Regions from separate parts of the Ovis aries genome. Here region 2 is linked to region 1. Evidence: chromatin contacts called from public Hi-C data. All regions are on one chromosome and are shown on one strand. The core of a region is the stretch at or near the end of the contact, and the rest is flanking DNA. Distances in the headings are between cores, read along the strand shown. Region 1 overlaps IL1RAP (interleukin 1 receptor accessory protein). Region 2 holds the start of IL1RAP (interleukin 1 receptor accessory protein).

Region 1 (6,638 bases), core at 1,306-3,805:
GTTTTATCAGAAACTCTCAGCGCTTTCTTCCCAAGTGGTGGGATCATTCTCCCCTCTCACTGAAACAGTGTATTCACATCTTTGTCATTCAATGTTGTTACTCTTTAGTTTTGGGCTTCCCTGGTGGCTCAGCGTGAAGAATCCACTTGCCAATGAAGGAGTTGTGGGTTCAATTCTGGGTCAAGAGGAGCCCCAGGAGAAGAAAAAGACAACCCACTGCAGTATTCTTGCCTGGGAAATACCATGGACAGAGGGGCCTGTCCATGGGGTCACAGAGTCAAACATGACTTAGTGACTAAAACAACAGCAAACAACAATCTTAGTTTCAGCCGTTCTAGTGAGTGTGGTGGTACCTCATTTTCCAGTTTTTGTTTCACTGATGATTAAGATGCTGAGCACCTTTTCATATGCTTGTGAGTCATTGGTCTTCTTTTGTGTTATGAGTGTTCAAATACCTTGTCCATTTTATAAGTAGGTTGTTTGTATGTTCATTATCAGATCTGAGCAATTCTCTTTTCTACCCTAGATACCAGTTCCTTCTTGGATAGATATTTTGCAAATACTTTCTCCCACTCTGTATCTTGCCAGTTCCTATCTTCAGTGGTACATTAGTGATGAGGTGTAATTTATTAATGTTTTCTTTAATGGTTATTGTTTTCTTTGTTCTAAGAAATCTTTGCATACCCCTAAATCATCATAATATTTTAGATGTTATGGAGAGAAGGCTGCCCCTGTCACTTCTCTAAGACCAGAAGCTGATTTTCAAAATGTACAAGTTTGAACTAAAATAGCCAAACAAATAAGGTCTGAAGATTAATTCAGTTATAAATCTTTGATTTACTATCAGGTGACACTAGTGGTAAAGAAGCTGACTACCAATGCAAGAGATATAAGACACTTCAGTTCGATTCCTGGGTTGGGAAGATCCCTGGAGAAGGGCATGGCAATCCGCTCCAGTATTCTTGCCTGGAGAATCCCATGGACAGAGGAGCCTGGCGGGCTACAGCCCATAGGGTCGCAGAGAGTCAGGCACAATTGAAGGGACTTAGCACATGCACACACATGCACACATTCTCTTTGTTATTCAGGCAAGTGACTATTATTGTAGCACCAAAAATTGTCAAGTAGTAACAACAATTGAGCAAAGAATAGACAAATATTCCATGGCAGGGAATGCTTGAAAATTCAAGAAGCTGGTATTTGGTTGGGAGATTCAGTGGATAACAAGGCCCCTACTATGATACTGAATATGAAGGAGATAAATTTAAGTTTTCAAGGAGAAACAAAATTGTAGACTGATAGCTTGAAACAAGGAAAAAGACTAGAGCTATTGTGCTGGCTTAACCAAGGGTGCTGCTGCTGCTAAGTCGCTTCAGTCATGTCCGACTCTGTGCGACCCCATAGACAGCAGCCCACCAGGCTCCCCCATCCCTGGGATTCTCCAGGCAAGAACACTGGAGTGGGTTGCCATTTCCTTCTCCAATGCATGAAAGTGAAAAGTGAAAATGAAGTCGCTCAGTCGTGTCCGACTCTTAGCAACCCCATGGACTGCAGCCCACCAGGCTCCTCCATCCATGAGATTTTCCAGGCAAGAGTACTGGAGTGGGGTGCCATTGCCTTCTCCATAACCAAGGGTAGTTAGCTGCAAATTTGGGCTCTGGAAAACGGCTAGAGGGAATTCTGATTCAGAAAGAAACATTAGAGCAAGTCACTAAATTTGTCTCCATCCTGTTTAGATGATCAGTGAGAACAAAGATAGAAGTAGTTTAGGAGTCCTATATCACCCCTTTGACTGGAAACCCTTTGGTTTGGGATGGCATCAGAGTAAAATCTCTACCCCCTAAACATCAAAGACTTGAGGTGGGGCAGATGGAAAATGTGGACTAAGGATCAGCCTTTCAAACAAACCAGCAAAGTTATATTGGAAAGCTTTTTAGAGCACTTCCTAAATGTGACTCAAACCATTTAGAAAATCAGGCTTGTGGATTATTTATCTTGAGTTCAATTAGTTAAATAGCATTAGGAACTTCTTGAAATCATCAAGGTGGCCCAACAAAATGCAGTCTGTAAATACGACATGTGTAATTGCATGACACAAAATTAAAAAGCTCTAGTAGAAATAAAACAGACAGTAGTGAAAAGAATGTGGCAGAGGGAAAGCCATGAGTGTAATTGATATCTTGATCACTAAACAAGGTAACTATTGATCTTTTTTAAGAAAAATCCATTTCAGGTAAGTGGATCCACTGACCTTTTTTCATTTTTTCTTATTGTGAAATGTCCATCCAGGCAGAGCCAAAATAGCTGAGCAAATAATGATGACAGTGGGAATTAGCCCAGTGTGTCGTTAACATAACATCTACTCAGAAATACCAAGGACACAGCAATTTTCATGCCAGCTACTCAAACTGATCTTAATAAATTCTCAACTGCACTGACATAGCTTTATGGCATTTATTATCTTATTTTAAAGCACTATTGTTCATGGGTTGAGTACAAGCCTGTGCGCATGCATGCTCAGTCGCTTAGTTGTATCTGACTCTGCAACCCCATGGACTGTAGCCCGCCAGGCTCCTCTGTCCATGGGATTATCAGGCAAGAATACTGGAGTGGGTTGCCATTTTCTACTTCTGGGAATCTTCCAGACCCAAGGAATGATTGAACCCGGGTCTTCTGCATTTGAGAGGAAGATTCTTTACCACTGTGCCACCTGGAAATCATGAGTATTAGAGTACATGGTAATTCTGTACAGCTGACTCCCAGGCTATATCTGTAGCAGGATTAGTACCCTGAGTTTAGGATAATGAATGCAAAACTCAGTGATTTTTCCTCTTAATTAGAGAATTTCAGATTTTGCTCTAGGCTACTCACCATTTTCCCCTTAGAATAGCTACCTGTTTTAAAAGGGATTTTTCACTGGCATGATCAATAATTGAACTTCATGGTAGTGTTGTGCAAAGATCTCTGAACTTTGAAGTCAGGAAGGCCTGATAACAGTTCTAGATTGAAGAACATTTTTCTGTGCCTTGTCCCGGCAAACACTTAATACACACAATGTTCAGGTGTTTGAAAAGGCTTTTTCTCACCTCTACCTAATATACCTCTCCTGCCCCAACTCCTCCCCTCAGTTACCTCCCTCATATTACCCTGGTTTATTTCCTTCATAGCATGGATCACTCTCTAACAGTAACTGTCTTATTTATTTTCTTATTTACTTCCCTGCATTAGAATCTTAGCCCTAAAAGGGCAGAGACCCTTCCTGTTTTATCTACTGTTGTAACCTCAACAGCTTCTAGCAAATGGTAGATGCCAATAAGTAATTGTCAAATCAGCTAATATATAATTTAACCCACTTCTGTTTCAGATCCAGAAATATTTTGTTCCATCTCAAACTCTTAAGTTTCACTCAGTTCAGTTCAGTTCAGTCGCTCAGTCGTGTCTGACTCTTTGTGACCCATGAATCGCAGCACGCCAGGCCTAACTGTCCATCACCAACTCCCGGAGTTCACTCAGGTTCACGTTCATCGAGTCAGTGATGCCATCCAGCCATCTCATCCTCTGTTGTCCCCTTCTCCTCCTGCCCCCAATCCCTCCCAGCATCAGAGTCTTTTCCAAAGAGTCAACTCTTCTCATGAGGTAGCCAAACTACTGGAATTTCAACTTTAGCATCATTCCTTCCAAAGAAATCCCAGGGCTGATTTCCTTCAAAATGGACTGGTTGGATCTCCTTGCAGTCCAAGGTACTCTCAGGAGTCTTCTCCAACACCACAGTTCAAAAGCATCAATTCTTCAGTGCTCAGCTTTCTTCACAGTCCAACTCTCACATCCATACATGACTACTGGAAAAACCATAGCCTTGACTAGACGGACGTTTCTTGGCAAAGTAATGTCTCTGCTTTTGAATATGCTGTCTAGGTTGGTCATAACTTTCCTTCCAAGGAGTAAACATCTTTTAATTTCATGGCTGCAGTCACCATCTGCAGTGATTTTGGAGTCCAAAAAAATAAAGTCTGACACTGTTTCCACTGTTTCCCATCTATTTCCCATGAAGTGATGGGACCAGATGCTATGATCTTCATTTTCTGAATGTTGAACTTTAAGCCAACTTTTTTACTCTCCTCTTTCACTTTCATCAAGAGGCTTTTGAGTTCCTCTTCACTTTCTGCCATAAGGGTGGTGTCATCTGCATATCTGAGGTTATTGATATTTCTCCCGGCAATCTTGATTCCAGAGTTTCTTCCAGTCCAGCGTTTCTCATGATGTACTCTGTATATAAGTTAAATAAGCAGGGTGACAATATACAGCCTTGACTTACTCCTTTCCCTATTTGAAGCCAGTCTGTTGTTCCATGTCCAGTTCTAACTGTTGCTTCCTGACCTGCATACAGATTTCTCAAGAGGCAGGTCCGGTGGTCTGGTATTCCCATCTCTCTCAGAATTTTCCACAGTTTATTGTGATCCACACAGTCAAAGGCTTTGGCATAGTCAATAAAACAGAAATAGATGTTTTCCTGGAACTCTCTTGCTTTTCCATGATCCAGCGGATGTTGGCAATTTGATCTCTGATTCCTCTGCCTTTTCTAAAACCAGGTTGAACATCAGGAAGTTCACGGTTCACGTATTACTGAAGCCTGGCTTGGAGAATTTTGAGCATTACTTTACTAGCATGTGAGATGAGTGCAATTGTGCAGTAGTTTGAGTATTCTTTGGCACTAGTAAAGCTGATAAAGCAGCCACATGAAGTTACAAATACATGGTATAGTACTAGACTTATTTTAGGACTTCCCTGATAACTCAGTGGCTAAGGAATCCACCTGTGATGCCGGAGACCCAGGTTTGATTCCTGGGTCAGGAAGATCTCCTGCAGAAAGGATAGGCTACCCACTCTAGTATTGGGCTTTTCTTGTGGTTCATCTGATAAAGAATATGCCTGCAATGTGGGAGACCTGGGTTTGATCCCTGAGTTGGGAATATTCCCTGCAGAAGGGAAAGAGTACCCACTCCAGTAGAGTCAGACAAGACTGAGTGACTTTCACTTTCAGACTTATTTTAAATATCACATAGTACTAGACTTATTTTAAATAACACTACTTAGAAGTCTGAAATGTTATATCCAGAAATGTTCATTCAGTTCCCAGAGTTCTCAAGATAGGATGGATGAAGAAGACATACTCTCTACCTAGACAACTGTAACAATGTACAGTTTAATGGTGTGTGAGAAAGAGTGGAGAAGCAGGCTTGTAGAATGTATATCCCAGATCTGTACACCTGAGAGATACTTTGAGAGCCAAGCATACTCAGCATTAGGTGGATACCCTCATTTTCTGTTCAATGATAATAAAATTGTTGAGGCCTATTGTGAAATATAAAGAAAAAGGAATTAAATTTCTTCCATATGGCACTGGACAAGAGGTTGAAACTAAGACTGATATAAACACATTAAAATTTTTGCTCAGTTAGCTGCTCCAACAATTACAGTTCTACCAGTGTCATGAGCTGGTCTAGTAAGAGCTGGACATAGGATGGAGTTACACTTTACAAAAATATTTTTGAGAAGATTTAGTTGTCAGTTTGTGAGTCAGATTGGATGACCTTTTAAATTGTTCCTGATAAGATCTGTTTTAATTGTAATATCATCGAAGTGTATTCAAATCATATAGTTGTTTAAAAGCACCTTCTGTGTCAGTTTCTGGGAACAAAAAGATAAATAGGCCACAATCTGGTATTAGAACATAGTGCTTAACCTCCACCATGTGATCTCTGCTTGCTCACAGATATAGGTCAGGTTCATGACTCAGCTGCTTGGTTTAACCAGCTATTTGCAGAATGATGGGTCACCATGACTATCATGCACAAATCAGTTTGTTTCTTTGCTGGTCTCTCCAATGATAGCTCCAAGGTACACAGTGGAACTGGCATGTGGCTTTGGAGCCACAGTTCTCCTGGTGGTGATTCTCATTGTTATTTACCATGTTTACTGGCTGGAGATGGTCTTGTTTTACCGGGCTCATTTTGGAACAGATGAAACCATTTTAGGTGAGTAATGAGAATTTCATGTATATCTCCTGACTACAATCTTGAGAAAACATATTGGCTTGATAAAACCTGGATTAGTTGGAAGATATAATCAGACTAACTTTGGTTTCAGCCCTTACTATTGAAAATCTTTCTAATGCATATTAGTCTGCTTTCTTGAGTCAATATATGATTTAGTCTAGATTGGCACTATCCAAATAGAAATACAATATGAACCACGTATGTAATTTAATATTGTTCTAGTGGTCACATAAGGAAAAAGAAAATAAAAGTGAAAATAATTTAAATAATTATGTTATCTAACATGTTCAAAAGGCTATCATTTTAGCTTGTAATTTAATATTATGTTAACAGAGATATTTTAGTCTTATTTTTGGTACTAAAAAATCTTCAAAGTTCAGCATATATTGTGTTTTATACTTGCAGCATACCTCCATTCAGACCAGATACATTTCCAGTGCTTAATAGCCACTTGTGGCTTGTGGTTATTGTACTAAACAGTGTATGTCCACACTTTGTACTCACAGGTTATCTGTGTACCAGAAGAATCACATGGGAGCTTACTAAAAGGAGCATCTAAAGGCTAGCCCCTATTATGAATCA
Region 2 (6,638 bases), core at 2,098-4,597, 140 kb before region 1:
GAGGGCAGAGAAGACAGATTTGTTGATAGATTCTATATGAGCTCTAAAAGAAAGAGAGAGATCAATGATGAATCCAACTTTTTGGCTTAAGCAACTGGGCAAAAGTAATGTTTTTTACAAAGCTGGGTTTCCTTGGTGGTTCAGATGGTAAAGAATCTGCCTGCAATGAAGGAGACCCAAGTTTAATCCGTGGGTCAGGAAGACCCCTGCAGAGACAAATGGCTACCCACTCCTGTATTCTTGTCTAGAGAATTCCATGCCTGGTGGACTATAGTCCATGGGTTTGCAAATAGTTGGACACAACTGAAAAACTAACGCTTTCAATTTTTTCACTTTTCTTACAATCCTAGAAAAACTGGAGGAGGAGGCATACATAAACAGCTTGTTTTGAACATGTGAAGTTTCAAATCGGTATGACACATCTAAGAAGAGATAAGAAGGAGGCAACAGGGGAAACAGAGTCTGTGATTCCTATGGTGTATTCAAATGTGAGAGATTTTATCACATAAATGCCTGAGATGAGATGTTCTAGGGAGGGACTGTACGCATGCCAAAGATTGGATGGAAAACAAGGAGTCAAGTAAAAAAGAGTTTGAAGGAGAAACAACTGTATCTGATGCTTCTAAACAGTTAAAGTAAGAAGGCCATGAATTGACCGTTGAAGTTGGTAAAGTGAAAGTCATTAGATACATTGCCTATGAAGCATTAGGGACAAAGTCAGATTGTACGGGTTCAAGAGAAAAGCAAATTCTGAGGCCCCTTTACAACTATTTGCAAAATAATTTAAAATAACTTGAAAAAAGAAGTAGAGGCTAGCAGCAGAGGGAAGAAGCAAGTAATGATACTTTTCCAATAGTCAGTCAATTTCAAAATATTTTGCTGAGCATTTCTAACGCACCCAACACTGTTAGGCACTGACGTCACTGAGTTTGCAACCTCATTCATTCATCCACAGTTGTTCACTGAAGGCCTTGTATGTGAGGTTTCAAACATTTTCTAATTGTACAGTAATATTTTGCCATTAAGCAAATTAAAAAAGAAAAATACTTCCATAATTCTGACACATGAACATTTTCCACAGTCCTTTCAATCACTGTCTGTGTTTTCATACCTTTTACACAACCTTTTTAATTATGTCTTTTCCTTTGTAGATATAGTCTCATGATCCGTTAATTATGACAGCAAATACTTTATTGTGTGAGTATACAGCACTGGTTATTTAACCATTTTCATTCTCAGTCACTTGTTTGTCTTAAAATTACAACATTAACATTGTGATGACTTGTCTATATGATATCATCCTCATCAAACTAGGAATATCTCCTCAAAGTCCTAGAGTATATCTGGTTAAATTCTGAATCACCAACATGTGCCTGGCAGAGTCAGGACTTCTCGAAAGCACATAAGACTATCTAGTGAGGTGGTTAAGAGCAAGAAGACTGCCTCAGTTTTCATTTTGCAGTCTTATCTTGTAGGCTTGTGGCCTTGGGCAAGATATGACTTCTCCGTCAAGTCTTCATATTGGAGATAATAACAGTCACTTAGATGATTGTGAAATTAAATTAACTGATATATACCAAGTGCCTGCTACATTGTAAGCATATATTATAAAAGTGTTCAATGAGTGTATTATATAAGAAAAAAATATTCGATGTCCTGAAATATATTTCACGAGTGAATAATAAATCAAAGACCAGTTTTGCTTCTACTTCATAAAATAAACTTTTAAAATTTTAGGTTGTTTCCGTTTTGGTACAATGTTGTGAACAGGTACGCTGTGCCAGGTATCCAGAGACAAATGCTTTCTCAGGATTGATTTCCATAAACGATAGAAATAAGTGAAACAACATGAACATGACTACAGCTTTAGTAATATTGTTATTTTACCTTAGGAAGTTCAACCATTTGAGGCAGCAGTGTCTGAGCTTTGCATTGCTATTCATCTCTAGCTGGTACCTAGAGACTGGCACCTCCTAGTTTCACTTACTAATTCATGAGGATCTTTTTCCTTCACGTCTTTTTTCTCCTTTTCTTTAATTTCTTTCTTTGGACTCAATTTCATGGATAAATAAATAAACAAGATTCAATTAGGTAACTCTAAGAACAGAAAGAAAGTGAAAATGAAGTCACTCAGTTGTGTCTGACTCTGCGACCCCATGGACTATAGCCTACCAGGCTCCTCCATCCATGGGATTTTCCAGGTGAGAATACTGGAGTGGGTTGCCATTTCCTTCTCCAGAAGATCTTCCTGACCCAGGGACTGAACCTGGGTCTCCCGGATTGTAGGCAGATGCTTTACCGTCTGAGCCTCCAGGGAAGTCCTAAGAACAGAAGGTAAGTCATAAATGTGGTACAGTAAAGCATGTGTGAAGAGACAGGTCAACTTGGCTTTTGTTGGGAGTCTCAGATATTAGGAAAGGTGTTGAAGGGCCTTGCCAGCCGGGAAGGAATGGTGATGGACTAGCAATAGAGAACAACAGAAGGTTCTTGAACAAAGAAGTCGACAGTCATTGTAAAGCTCCGGATGACTACATAGACTACCACTAGAGTGGGAGAAGTTGGCTGAGGGCTCTTTCAGAAATCTGGAGAAAAGGGAGTGAATGAAAACGAGTGATTCTTTTGAGATCGCTTGGTTCTATATCGATTAATTCATTCACTAATTCAGTATGCATGTACTGAGTGCCAACTTTGCGCCAGGCAACTTGCTAGGCACACCAGTACACGCCAGGGGAAAATACAGATTACATTTTGCTGTCATGAGCAATAGTTTGTTCCCAGGACTGTTACTTGCAGCGGAGCGGGGGCTCCGGACCACCAAGGTCGAGTATGTTTCTTCCTGTAGCGCTCTGGGTTTGGCACACGATGGGGGCGCAAATTCTGCACAGACTCATTCATGGCTTTGGTGCAGCAGAGAGTTAAATACACAGAGCCAGGAAGAGGCAGTGTGACAGCGTTCTCGACCATGAGACCAGAATCTTGCAATGAGCCCAAGTGTACGTCTCTGTGTGGAGCAGAGCACATCTACCCGAAGCGCCTGGCGTCGTGCCAAGCTGCGGGACCCACGCTCTCCTCTGCGCGCTCCAGTCTGCCCAGGAGGTGGCGGGGCGCCGAAGGGCCTAGCGCAGCCGCGGGTTGGCGGGCCGCGGGCACGGCGCCGCTCCTCCTCGCCGCGGGCGGGGCTGCCCTCGGTGCCGCCCCACGGCCTCAGCTCTTGGAAGCCCAGAGCGCGGGTGGCTAGCGAGCCGAGGCGGCGGGTGGAGCCGGAGCCGCGCGACGGCGGCCAATCGCGCAGCGGCAGGGGAGGAGCCCCAAAGGGGGAAAAAAGAAAGTGCGGCGGAAAGTAAGAGGCTCATTGCGGGAAGACTGGCCGGATCGGGGTCCCCGGGGCTGGGCTTTGGCCAAGCGCACCGAAAGATTCGGTGCTGGGCGATCCTGCACTCATTCCCGCCGCCTTCACCACGTCCGCTCTTCCTCCCAAGAAAGGTGAGTCTGGTGCGGTGAGGAGGGCTTGTGGGATCACCGACCTACCGAATCTTAGGGTAGACGGATTCTGACAGATCTTCTCCTTCAATCCTGTTTTACAAAAGGGCAAACTGAGGCATAGAGCGCGGCAGCGGCTGGGAGAGGTCGCACAGCTAGTTAGTGCTGTGGTCGGGACTCGAACCCACTGTCCCGAGTCCCATCCTTGCTTTGTAAACATTTAAGTAACGCAGTTACGGGAGGGCTGCGCGTCGCTGCACCCTTCTCCCAGCTCTGAGGGATCTACCCTGGTATACCCCCGCCTTGATTTCTCCGGAGTGCTGCTGTGAACCATGAGGATAGATGGGGGCAGTGTATCCCAGCGTTGCCACTGGGTATCACGTCTCTTCCAGCTTGGACCTGTGACAGCCTGGGTAAAGGCTGCTTACAGCTTCTCTCCCTCTTTCCCGACCTGTTTTCTCAGAAACATGCCCCGCCGAGGGGGGTCTGTCAGACTCCTGGTGGGGTCAGTGGAGAGGTGAGGGATATCCCAGCACTAGTCACCCCGTTTGGTACCCTGCTCTCTTCAGCCATAGGGGAAGCGGGGCCAGTGGTACTGTGGGAAATACGATGCTTCTCATATAGGATTAGCTGACCGCACAGAACCATAGCCACTCTCACTGCTAAGTCCTGGGCAGGAGGGAGGCAGCTGAGTTGCACAGAAAAATCACAAACATAAAAGCAAACTTCTGCCGTTTCCTTTAAGAGTCAGTCCCCAGCCTGTCTTGCCTCCACCCCCTCGTTGTGAAATCCTGAAACACTGCTCTGCTCCAGAGATCTCAGGTTAGCTACCAGCTGAGGAGGAGTATTTACCTGGCTTTCTCTCCAGCTCTGCCACGTTTTAACTGTGTGAACTTGGGCAATCCAGTCTTTTTGATACTCAGTTTTGTTTTTGTTTTGTGTGTGCCTGTGTTTTTGGTCCAGCCATAAAATGGAGATTTTAGTGGTCACAAAGAGTCCTTAGGTCACTTGGGAGGATGAAACGGGGTAATTCAGACAGCATGGTTATCACAGTGCCTGACTTGGCACCCGGTCAATTTGACATTGATGGCAGCGATTGTAAATATTGTTACATGTTAACCTTGGAGACAGTGGGTTTTTTAGAGCTGATTTTTCAGACAGAGTGACTTTTTTTTTTTTTTTTTTAAATCTGGATGTTGTGGTGTTTCCTTCTTTGGAGTCTGAACAGCTCTTTTATAGTGTTTTCTGAATGCCCTCTACATGTGACTTTGATCGTAGATGCTTGACTTGGAATAGAAAATGTTTCTCAGTGATGCCGATTCCCTGCTAGTTTTTAGGTCAAACCTCAGTTCTGTGAAACTTTGATCTGAGGCTGCCTTTATTGGCAAAGAGGGTCTTGAATTTGATGAGAGGTAGACAGACAAGAGGAGAAGTTACAAGTTTCATCTATGTTGCAGACTATTCTAAGCCTTTTATTCCTGCGGTCTCAGGTCAGACTATACTTTTCAGCTAGTATAGGAAAACAAGAAGATTTACATGCATTTCTTTTGGATTATACAGTGGTGCTCCTAAATTCAGTCCCTCTGGACACAAACATCTAATGTAAACACAAACATCCACATATGCCCACCCTCTCTAGTTATCCTTTATTATTGGCATTATTGGTATTTTAAAATGAAGTAGTGTCCCTTATATACCCCCATCTGGAATGGTTGATTTTATTCTGATTGACTTCATACAGTTATATGCTATTATCTCCTGGCTGTGCTATAAGTCCCTGAACTGAGCATCCAGTATTTAGTTGGCTGCCTGCTTCACGGTCCATTGCATATGGCTGTAGTACTGAAGTGTGCAGGGTGGGGGTGTGATACACCTGGAGGAAAGGACAGAGTTTGGTGGTACCCCTTAGGTAGCTCCCACACCAGGAATTTGCAGAGGATGGGAATGCTTGCTTCTGTCAGCCTGTTCCGTGTGCATGCATTGTGATGAGCTGGCCAGGATACATCTGAACGCGTGCCTGAGAGACCGGGGACTTGTAGGGAAAAGGAAAATGTTCAAAATAAGGTCAGAACAAGGGGATGGGAGATTGAAAGCTGACTCCTTTTAGTTCTGGTATTTCAAAGAAAGGTTATTCAGTAATACCTTTTCTCCTTATCTAGACTGTTTGTTACATATATATATATATATGCCTTTACAATTTCTAGTGCATTCCATATGTATTATCTTCATTGCTACTTACAATAGCCTTGAGAGAAGGACATAATGTAGTAATAGTGGAAGGATAATATGATGATATGATAAAGTATGAAAAAGGCCGGTTTTCCGATCAAATTCAAATTCGGTCTCTAATTCATATGTAGCTGGGTAATACTAAGCAGTTCATCTCACTGTTTAAAGTGGAAAAAATGCTTACCCCAAGGATTCATATAAAGAGTAAATTAAGTCAAATAATGTAAAATGAGTGTAGTGAGTAGGTGCTCATTAAATGATATCTTTTCTTAGCTGATCTCAGTTTATTGAGAAGAAAATTGAATGAGAGTCAGAGAAAGGAGAAGTTGTCAAGGGTCAGGTGGTTAGTAAATTTCAGTCTTAGAAATACAGTTCACATCTTTTGACTTCTAGTGGAAGGCCTTTCCCGTCACTTCCTGTCATCTCTCCAATGACATCATTAGCCATTTACTTCAGTTGTTAGGGTGACCTTACTTATTTGGTGACTTCAGGGTATCCATTTTGTCCTGAAGAGGACAGTTCTTTTCTGAGAGAACTATGCTCTGTAGAGGCTGGTGGGGCAGCTGTCGGGAGAAGAAGTTTCAGAGTGATGAATCTCTAGGGCAGCCTGTCTGTTCACATGTGTTTGATGCAGTACACCTTCAGTTCCTAGGCAGAAGAGTACCATGAGGACATAAAGTGCAGAGTTATGTCACGGCTTTCTTCCTGTTCTGGGTGGTTTCTTCTTTCTGCCATCCTCGTGCTAACACTCAGGGTCTTAAGAAGACTGAGGAACAAATGCCATGAGTGACCACTGCATTTTTCTCTTCTTTTGTCCAATTCCAAGGATGGAAAGGGTGGGATATAGTGAACAGTGTGCAGAGGCAGCATTTATAGGAAAGACCACTGCCGGCTGGCGATGCTGATCACTGGTCTGGGGTTTCAGTCTT

The links. A called contact is a pair of places that touch in the nucleus more often than the background predicts.
Region 2: a Hi-C map of liver shows a contact between it and region 1, with 2.7 times the contacts expected there. The contact joins the promoter of IL1RAP here to the enhancer-like site in region 1. A contact is called at or near these places in 2 of 16 Hi-C or Micro-C datasets (hypothalamus and liver).

Annotation. Positions count from the first base shown.
Region 1 is chr1:197,456,583-197,463,220 of ARS-UI_Ramb_v3.0, reverse strand. IL1RAP (interleukin 1 receptor accessory protein) reads left to right here. Exons shown (of 11, transcript XM_012097075.5): 9 at 5,892-6,035. Among named protein-coding and RNA genes, the nearest start is that of IL1RAP, 140 kb to the left of the region's middle. Within about 2 kb of position 2,555, at least 1 of the 54 cell types and tissues checked has an H3K27ac peak or open chromatin away from gene starts, as enhancers often do. A contact at or near this core is called in liver, where this site is marked.
Region 2 is chr1:197,594,773-197,601,410 of ARS-UI_Ramb_v3.0, reverse strand. IL1RAP (interleukin 1 receptor accessory protein) reads left to right here and starts at 3,347. Exons shown (of 11, transcript XM_012097075.5): 1 at 3,347-3,483.